Linked DNA regions of Zea mays: region 2 is linked to region 1. Evidence: chromatin contacts called from public Hi-C data. All regions are on one chromosome and are shown on one strand. Each heading gives the region's core, a stretch centred on a gene start, on an enhancer-like site or on the middle of the called end of the contact. The rest is flanking DNA. Distances are from core to core; before and after follow the strand shown. Region 1 has its middle 38 kb from the start of LOC103637942. Region 2 holds the start of LOC100279707.

The links. Hi-C and Micro-C count contacts between places; a contact is called where the count stands out from the background.
Region 2: a Hi-C map of leaf shows a contact between it and region 1, with 7 times the contacts expected there. The contact joins the promoter of LOC100279707 here to the enhancer-like site in region 1. A contact is called at or near these places in 7 of 25 Hi-C or Micro-C datasets (bundle sheath, endosperm, leaf and 1 more) and 2 of 3 datasets of contacts at active chromatin or transcription factors (leaf and seedling).

What each region holds. Positions count from the first base shown.
Region 1 is chr9:12,495,795-12,500,247 of Zm-B73-REFERENCE-NAM-5.0, reverse strand. No RefSeq gene overlaps it. Among protein-coding and RNA genes, the nearest start is that of LOC103637942, 38 kb to the right of the region's middle. Within about 2 kb of position 1,972, at least 17 of the 20 cell types and tissues checked have an H3K27ac peak or open chromatin away from gene starts, as enhancers often do. A contact at or near this core is called in bundle sheath, endosperm, leaf and 2 more, where this site is marked.
Region 2 is chr9:12,548,880-12,553,332 of Zm-B73-REFERENCE-NAM-5.0, reverse strand. It overlaps LOC100279707, which reads right to left and starts at 2,434. Exons shown (of 7, transcript NM_001152667.1): 1 at 2,074-2,434; 2 at 241-672. The coding sequence starts at 2,430.

The DNA of each region.
Region 1 (4,453 bases), core at 723-3,222:
TAATAAAAGCACTACATAAATGAGCCGAGAAACTAGGTGCAGAGTTGTATAGTGCATCCAACAGCAAGCCGGTACCGGTAGTATCTGCTCTGTCTGAGGATCAGTGTGTACCGTCCGCACGTTAACTATTTGACCCTGTGAAAACAACGCTGAGTACGCAACGCATGGTGTTCGCGGTCCGCGTCCTCCCCGTTGCCCAGGAGATCGCACGTAGCCCGCAGATCGAGCCAGCACGGGCACGGCCAAGATGCAGCGAAGGCTGTGCCGTGTACGTGTACGTGTACGTCAACAGCGGGCGTTGATGGAGGTTGGTGAACGAACTCTTGCTGGACTTGGACAGGACTGTGAAGCTTTCCTGGTCACCGGATCCGGAAGGTTGATTTGAGAATCCGGACGACGACCAGCTTCACCTGTGTGGCTGGTGGCTCGGGCTCGGCTCGACACGTGGGCACTGGAATGCACCAGCGGACCTCCAAGATTTCACGCCTTCCGATAGATGCTGCTGCCAGCGGGTCAGCGACTGATGGATGACAAAGTGGCGGCCAAGCGCTCGCGCGGCTAGTGATTCTCTACGGCGTCTGACTCTAGACCATGCTTTCCCCCCTTTTTTTTCTCTCCTGTAACTTTCCATTTTTTTAAAAAAAAATCATATACTGCTACAAAAACTGATGCACGTAACAACATAATAGGGTTTCTTCCACAAACTTATCTAGACAACATCTCAAGAAATATTTCTGGAGATTGTTGCAGAAAGAACAACCTCAACACGAGGTCCTTGCGGTATATCGATCCTTAGAGGTGGTGATTATAGAGATCTTTGCAAGCCATGGATGGAGGTCCAACGCTAGATTAGTAGGAGCTTGATTTGTTGATGTTTTAAATCTGAGAATATTTATGAGATGGATGGTTGTCTTTTTTTTATTTGTAAGGCCGTTTGCAAGATATTGCAAAATGTTGTTGTTTCCATAATCAAAAACAAGAAAAAGCTAAAAGCAACATGAAGATCGAGCACTCAATTCAGTATTAGAGTCATCTAATCACCATGTAATAGTAATCAGATCTGTTTTATTTTCTAAATACTCCTAAACCTATTTCTAAACTGTGCACTCATACCATCAAAAAATGTAATTTAAGATAACCTCTAAATTCACATCCCAATTGCCCATTATGCCATTGTTATATGCAATTTAATGTAACCCCTTAAATCTACATATAGGTTAATACTTATGCCTATGGTTCTTCTAAACAGTTAGTTTAGCCTGTTTATATATACACAGTTTAAATACTACTTCCTCCGTTCCAAAATATTGTTTGCTTTAGCTCTCTGTGTTTTTTTTTGTCCATGTTCAAATGATTGACAATGAATCTAGACACATATATAAAAATACATACATCAAATATTGTATGAATCTATTAATACCTAAAACGAATACTATTTTAGAATGGAGGGAGTATATATAATAGAATGTCGTTTCTAGTTAATTGATCATTTATCCCATTTAAGTTATCGTTTTTGTCTGTTTAACCTGAATAATTAATGTCTAAACGTCAAGTAACCAACTATTTATATTTCACTGTTTTATGATAACACTGTGTCTACCATTATTTTAAAAAACTAATGTAGAGTAAGTTAACATGTGTTATGTTGTCCCATAAATACACAATTTGTGTCGTCCATCAACCATTAAATGCTCCCTTACACTAATATGCTTGACACCTTGGACAAATGTACGCCTTTTAACTAACATGTTATGACATATATATAATGATGATATAGTTGTAGGTACTATTCGTTTCAAAAAAAACAACGCTAGACATGTATTTCTTTGACAAAAAAGTTCAACATATATTAAGTAGTAAAGGAGGCGTACATACCAAATACGGGGCCGCGAATGCATAGATGTGGGCGCACGTTGTAGAGCCCCATCCCACGACAGAAATGGAGCCCCGAAAGTATACACTGTATGGGCCGAAGCCTGCTTTGTTTGTTGCTCTGGTTTGTTAGGAACGTATAACATCGTACCAATTTGGACCAAGTGTACTCCGACGACGACGAGAATCCAGGCTTTCAGGCAGCACACAAGTATCGGTTCTGTTTTTTTTTCCTTTTATCCAATTATTATACTAAATAGGATTTCTTTTTTTAACCAGTCCGCTCTATATTCCAGAGTGGAAAAATAAGAAATTCAGAAAAAAGTATAAAAAGTCTAATTAGATCTATCTCGAGTTTTTTAGAACCCTTTGAACGTCTTTTCAAAGGGTTGTGAAATCAAACTAAAAAGGAAAAAACCGAAGGTTTTATGTTATGTAATTATTTAGATGGTAATGTAAAAGGATTGAGCTCAGAGGCACAAAAGTACAAAAGCGTCTGTCGAGAGCGAAGAGAGTGGCTCAGATACTCAGATGTCACTCGCATGCACGAGAGCGGCGGCGCACGGTTCTTCTGGACAGCCCACGTATGCACGCACGAAGGTAACCGGCAACAACAAGTGCTAAGATATTCTTTCTATTATACCCAATAAAGGCTAGTTTGACAATAATATTTTTCTAAGTAATTATCATTTTCTCAAAAAAAATAAACTAATTTCTTTTCGAAAAATAGAAATATTTTGGAAAATGGTGTTGCCAAATAAGCACTAAATTTTATTTCCTAACACACTAGCTGTTTATATAATATTAAAACACATTAAATGTAGTTCAATTAAAAAACTAATTATATAGATAAGAAATAAACAACGAGACAAACCTATTAAACCTAATTAGTATACGATTCAACCATGCAATGCTATAATAATTTTTTTTTGCTAATCAAGGATTAACTAGGTTTAATAAATTTATCTAATCTATTAATCTTTATCTCTATGTTTAGTTTTATAACTAAACTATATTTAATATTCATAATTATCATTCAAACATTTAAAGTGACACGAACTAAAATTTAGTCAGAGAACCAAATACACATCAAGAGCATCTCCAACTGTTATATAAAAAGTTTTTTAAAAACTTAGTTTAAAGAGTTATTAGAAAAAAAAACTTGTCTCCAACTCCAATGATGCCCTAAACAATGATGCTAAATTTAAGAAGCCGCTGCTTTATCCTTTCTTGTCCTCACATTTGGCAAGCCGAGAGTAACTCCCCAAAACAATTTTCCGTCCGATATTCGTGTTATGTGCCTTCTCTTTTTATTCTCTTTTATTTTTATTAATAAACTCTGGGCTACTACGATCGAAAAGAATATGCTATGTGTTAGACTTTTTTTATTTCTACAATTTGCAACATTTTCCTATAGAGCATCCAATCAAGCAATTTAGTCCATATTTGGAATCAGTGAATCATATAGACTTGTGTCTATTTTGTACGCATATTTAGAACTCTATATGCAGCTTTTAGAACTCTATACACAAATTTCGGAACCATTTGCAAGAACAATATCATGTTTAATGGGAAAAACATAAAACTTCACTAGAACGTGAGAGTATGGTTGGATAACGAGCCAGCTCGGCTCAGCTCGTTAAGCTAATGAGCCACAGAGTCAACTCAACTTGGCTCGTTTACAAGCTCGAGATGGCTCGTTTAGCTCGCAAGGGAGAGCAGAAAAATAATATGTATATAATAATTAATTTTTAGTTAATTTTAAACTAATTTAACAATAGAAAATAGTAATTATGCTCATAGTTTCACAAACCACGTCAATGTAACACCAAATTAGAACAATTCACCACTCATCAATTCACATACATGTTTATCAGTTTAACCCACAATTATATTTACATAGACCAATTTAACACATACTCAGTTCATTAATCATTAGTTTAACTTATAGGTCATAGACACCTCACATACACATACACATATGTTCATCAATTATTTCATAAATGATAAGCATATAGTTTTGTTTTGCTGGAATGTGGTAGCTCGTTTAGCTAGCGAGCTGGCTCATTAAAGAACCGAGCTGGCTCGTTGACGAACCAACCAAGAATGTCAGCTCGGCTCGTGAAAAAATTCAAACGAGCCAATCTGAGCCGAGTTGACCATAAACCGAGCGAGTCAACGAGTTACAAGCATTTCATCCAACACTACGTGAGAGGGAGAGGAATTTCAGCTGACATAATCTGAAATATTTGGCAGCATGGGCCTAGCTAGCCATAAGCCCATAAGGTCGACCAATCGAGCTAAAGTCCTAGAGAGGTACTCAAAAAGGCCCCCAGAACAAGCTTAGGACTCAGGACAAGACGAATCCATTCTAGCCCGGGCTGCCGCCTGGGGCTTGGGCCTTAGGCCTTGGGGCGACGACGGGCAATGCATGCAAAATTATCACTTTACAGTCTCGAGCTCTCATCAGGTGCCGTCGCGTGTCGTTCGTAACTGTTCCATCGGATCGGAGAGGTGGACGATGGCCGATGGGTATAGAGAATAGAGTACATTGGATCCACGTGGCACAAGCGTGACGACG
Region 2 (4,453 bases), core at 1,185-3,684, 53 kb before region 1:
AAGCATTCATCGCAACTTAAGTATTGGAGCAGCTAGAGAAGACCCTGGGTGCATTAAAACTGGGTGGAAGTTACTCCTAACAAGCTGTTAACAACAACGACAACAAAAGTCTTTAATCTCAAGCAAGTTGGGGTAGGCTAGAGTTGAAACCCACATAAGCCACAAACTGCTAAACAAAAAATAATTCCTTTTGCAGTTTATAGGCTTAACAAAATATCAGATAATGTTAATATATCATACCAGGACTCCAGCTCCTTCACCCATGACAAAACCATCACGATCCTTGTCCCAAGGCCTGGATGCTGTTTTAGGGTCATCATTCCTCTGTGACAGTGCTCTACATGCAACAAAGCCACCAACACCAATTGGAATAATTGCAGCTTCAGTGCCTCCAGCTATCATTATATCCGCTTCGCCTCTACGGATATGGTTTGCTGCAGCATAGAAACAGTAGTTCGAGGTAGCACAGGCAGTTGAGATGGAGTAGTTTGGACCCATGAAACCAATATCCATTCCAAGCAGGGCAGAACCCATGTTTGTTATAGCATATGGGATGAAGAAAGGAGTTATTTTTCTGTAGCCCTTCTCAATGAGATTCTGAACACCATCAGAAAACACCGTGAGGCCACCCATACCAGTGCCCACAAGCACACCAGCCCGGGTTTTGTCAATCTGTCAGAGAGAATGTTTTACCAATTAGCATCAAATGTAGTATCAACAGTAAAAAAATCTTATAGGACCAGTGAAAATATGAAACTAGCAGATAAAACTGGTGAGATTTGTCTCACTAAGTCACCAGGTCGCGGGTTTCAACTTTGAAGCAGCCTCTCCGCATTTGCGGGTGGAAGGCTTGCCTCCGTTTATCCCTTCCCCAGACCTCACACGTGTGGAGCCTCCGACACTAGGCCTACCCTTTGGCAGATGAAACTACCATCAAGAATGTACAAATCATTTGCTAGAAGAGAATTTGATTTAACCCAGAAATGCTACTCCCTCTGACCTGTAGGGCATGTTTGTTTTGAAGAAATCATACTTCGTATGCCTCGGCAACAATTAGTCAAATTATGCATGTTGAGGAAATAAAAGTTATATCAATAGATTTATACGAACTACTTTTAATGCAACATTGGTTTTGTAGAGATCAGCAATATTCTAATACAAACTAATGATTAAAATATACTTTTGATGACATTATCCCACCACAATAAGCCTGGAAGAAGAGAGAACTTTGCTAGAAAAAACACCATAGTGCAAGTGAATCATCAAATGAAACAACAGATTTTCGCAAAGCTTGTACATTACTCTGAATTAAACCTGTTGCACCAATCATTCTTTTTAATTAAACTACACCTTTGTTTCAGTTAAAACTAGTCACAAATATATTATACTGAGTTCTACTAAGTTTAAATGAATTTTCAAAAGGCATTGTTGCAGCCATGATTTATTAAGCACTAATCTTCACTTATTTTACCTTGAAAGTAAGAGCCAAGCGAAGGCAATTTACTCACAAGAGTAATTTCCAGTACACCACATTTGGCATACTCACAAGAGTAATTTCCAGTACACCACATTTGGCTTTGAGTGGCCTCAAAGCATAGTAGCATGCCATTATTATATATGCCATTTAAAAGTCACCCAGTTTTTATATCAGATATACACTAAAAATAAAGAAGATTAAATATCATTCTAAATGCAGGACATTTGCTCTTTTGCCCTATAAGACACCACATTTACAATGTAAATAAAAACTGAGCACAAGTGTTACTCCTCAGGCCAAGCTAAGATGGCATATCCTGCCACTACTTGGCGTCTCTGTATCTAAGCCATCAAGGTGACGAATCTCATTATCCCCGGAGATCACATCTCAATCCAAAGAAAAAAGGAAATTGTAATCACCATCACACAATGAACCAAGCAACGTCCCCTGGTTTATCAAAAGTGCGATACCACAGGACAGTTAATATCTGACGGAAAGATCCCAACGTAACTAGGCAATTGGCAGCTCTACTTGCCACTAAAAGTGCAGCATTTAGAACAAAAGGCATTCCGAGGTGTGTTTCCAGCGCTAGCTACCTTTTCCATGGGCTTGGAGCCGTGGGCAATACCGGCAGCCTCGAGAGCCTTCTTGCCACTGACGATGCAGTATCGGAGGCAGTCGTCGAGGCGGCGGTCGTTCTTTCCGTCGATGTAGCCCTCGGACGAGAAGCCCCGGATCTGGCCGGCGAAGCGGGTGGGGAACTTAGAGGCGTCGAAGCGGTCGATGGGCCCGATGCCGCTCTCCCCGGCTAGCAGGCGGTCGTAGTAAGCGTCTACGTCGTTCCCGAACACGGAGACCAACCCCATCCCCGTGATCACCACCCGCTTCTTGGGATCCGTCTCCCGCCGCGGTGCCGCTGCCGCCGTCGCGGAGGCGCGGACGGAGAGGCGCATAGGGAGATTCCGCCGAGCCCGCGGAGCCGCCACCGGGGCCGATGCAGCAGTGGGCACGAGGAGGCTCTGCATAGCGACGGCGGTGGCGGTGGCGAGGGATGGTACGGGGGAGCAAGAGAGTGGCGGCGATGGAAACGAGGCGGGGGGGAAGGAAGATGAGTGGTGTCCTGCTGGCTGCGAGGCGGAGCGTTACCCCTGTGTATATGGAGAATGGGTTCGCGGGCCCACAGAGTTTTGGGGTCGTGGGACTTTGGAGGCGCCGGAGACGGGCAACACTGCAACAGGCTCACCTCTTCTCTTTCTCAACGCAACAGGGCGGACTTCGCAAGGCGGACTTCTTGTCTGCCCATGCCACTTGTGAATTGTGATGCGTGTTGTGGCAATCAGGTTAATCATCCCGTTTTTTACTAGTTTCTCGCTAATCGCCCAGAACGAAAAAACGAACGGTTTTTTTCAAATTTCCTGGCCTGTTTTCATTTTTAAATTTAAGAAAACGGTTTTTGACTGTGTTTTACTTAAAAAATGCGATAAATTTTTACTTAAATAGAGAAATTTGATTTGACCAAAGCAAAATCTATGTTTTATATTGTATGTACATAAACGGTACGAGAGGGTTAGGGGGACCAAGGCATCTGCCCGCCCTGCGCTGGTCGCGGACGTCTAGCCCGGACCGTGGACCACTTCTGTGTTTTACTTTAAAAATACAACAAAATTTTATTTAAATAGAGAAATTTATTTTGACCAAAGAAAAATCTATGTTTTATATTGTATGTACATAAGCAGTACGAGAGGGTTAGGGGACCAAGGCCCCTGCCCGCCCTGCGCCAGGTCGCGAACGTCCAGCCCCCGACCGTGGACCGTTCGTAGTTTCACAGGAAGCACCACCGTCAATACTCATCATAGTGATTGGCACCCGGATCGGCGTCAACACATTTTTTGGTGACTCTGTTGGGGACATCGTGTGAGGACCTATCAGATCGGCTCTTAATGGCCGGTTCAAAAGGTAGCTCTGATGTCTCCCCATCAATATCATTGAGCTAACTTGGGAAACCTTGTCGGCTCCAGTTGATCAAGGAAGCAAAAGCAAAGTGACTAGCCAACTTCAAAGTGAATAGAAACAACAAGGTCGTTCGACAACTGGTGACTGATCTGGCTTCGCTCCGATCTACTACAACTACCCCAAAGTAAGTGAAACAAACGAAATTCAATCCCTTAGATCTTACTAGATGAGCAACGAGAACACATGCAACAGATACTAGGGGTATGCAAGAGGATTATAAGAGGCTAGCACGTATATTTGGTAAATCCGATGTTGCTAATTTTTCATCGCATGAGGGTAAGACTAGGGAAAATGCACACGATCCATCGACTACAAATTGACATGGCCAATCCCAACCACTTTATGGGATGCCGATAGATACATATCTTGGACAACCACGGTCTCCTGCACAAATCGGGGGTAAATTCGTCGATCTGCGCACGGCCAGACCATCCGCGCCTGAGTGCGGACTGTTCGGACCAGCTGCGACCGGCCCCGTTTTCCGAACCGAGTTACCAAAGTCCGCGCCATGGCCACCATATTTTGCACAAACCCTAACAGACCCTTTCGGACCGTCCGCGCATATGGTCCAACAGTCCGAATACATCACCGGAAGGTCCGGCTATACGATCAGACAGTCCGCGCACACAGCCGGACGATCTGATACCAGACATTCCGACACAGAGTATATGGAACGTAATGTTAATTATCATTCCTCATCTTTATGTCTGTCCCAGCCAAACCTTCTGTTACACCCCATGGCACCTCAGTACCATAATACGACAGTCCAGACACGTGGGGATGAGTACTTTTCGGCCCCCTAGAAGGCCGGAAAGAGACGACCAGCCATATGAGCCACCAGGGGCAACATTAATGTTCCACATAACCCAACCACATGGGCAGTAAGACAACATAATACCCAAAACACCCACACTTGTGCTGGACCAAAGGGTCGGTGGACTAACACCACCCGCTATTGACATA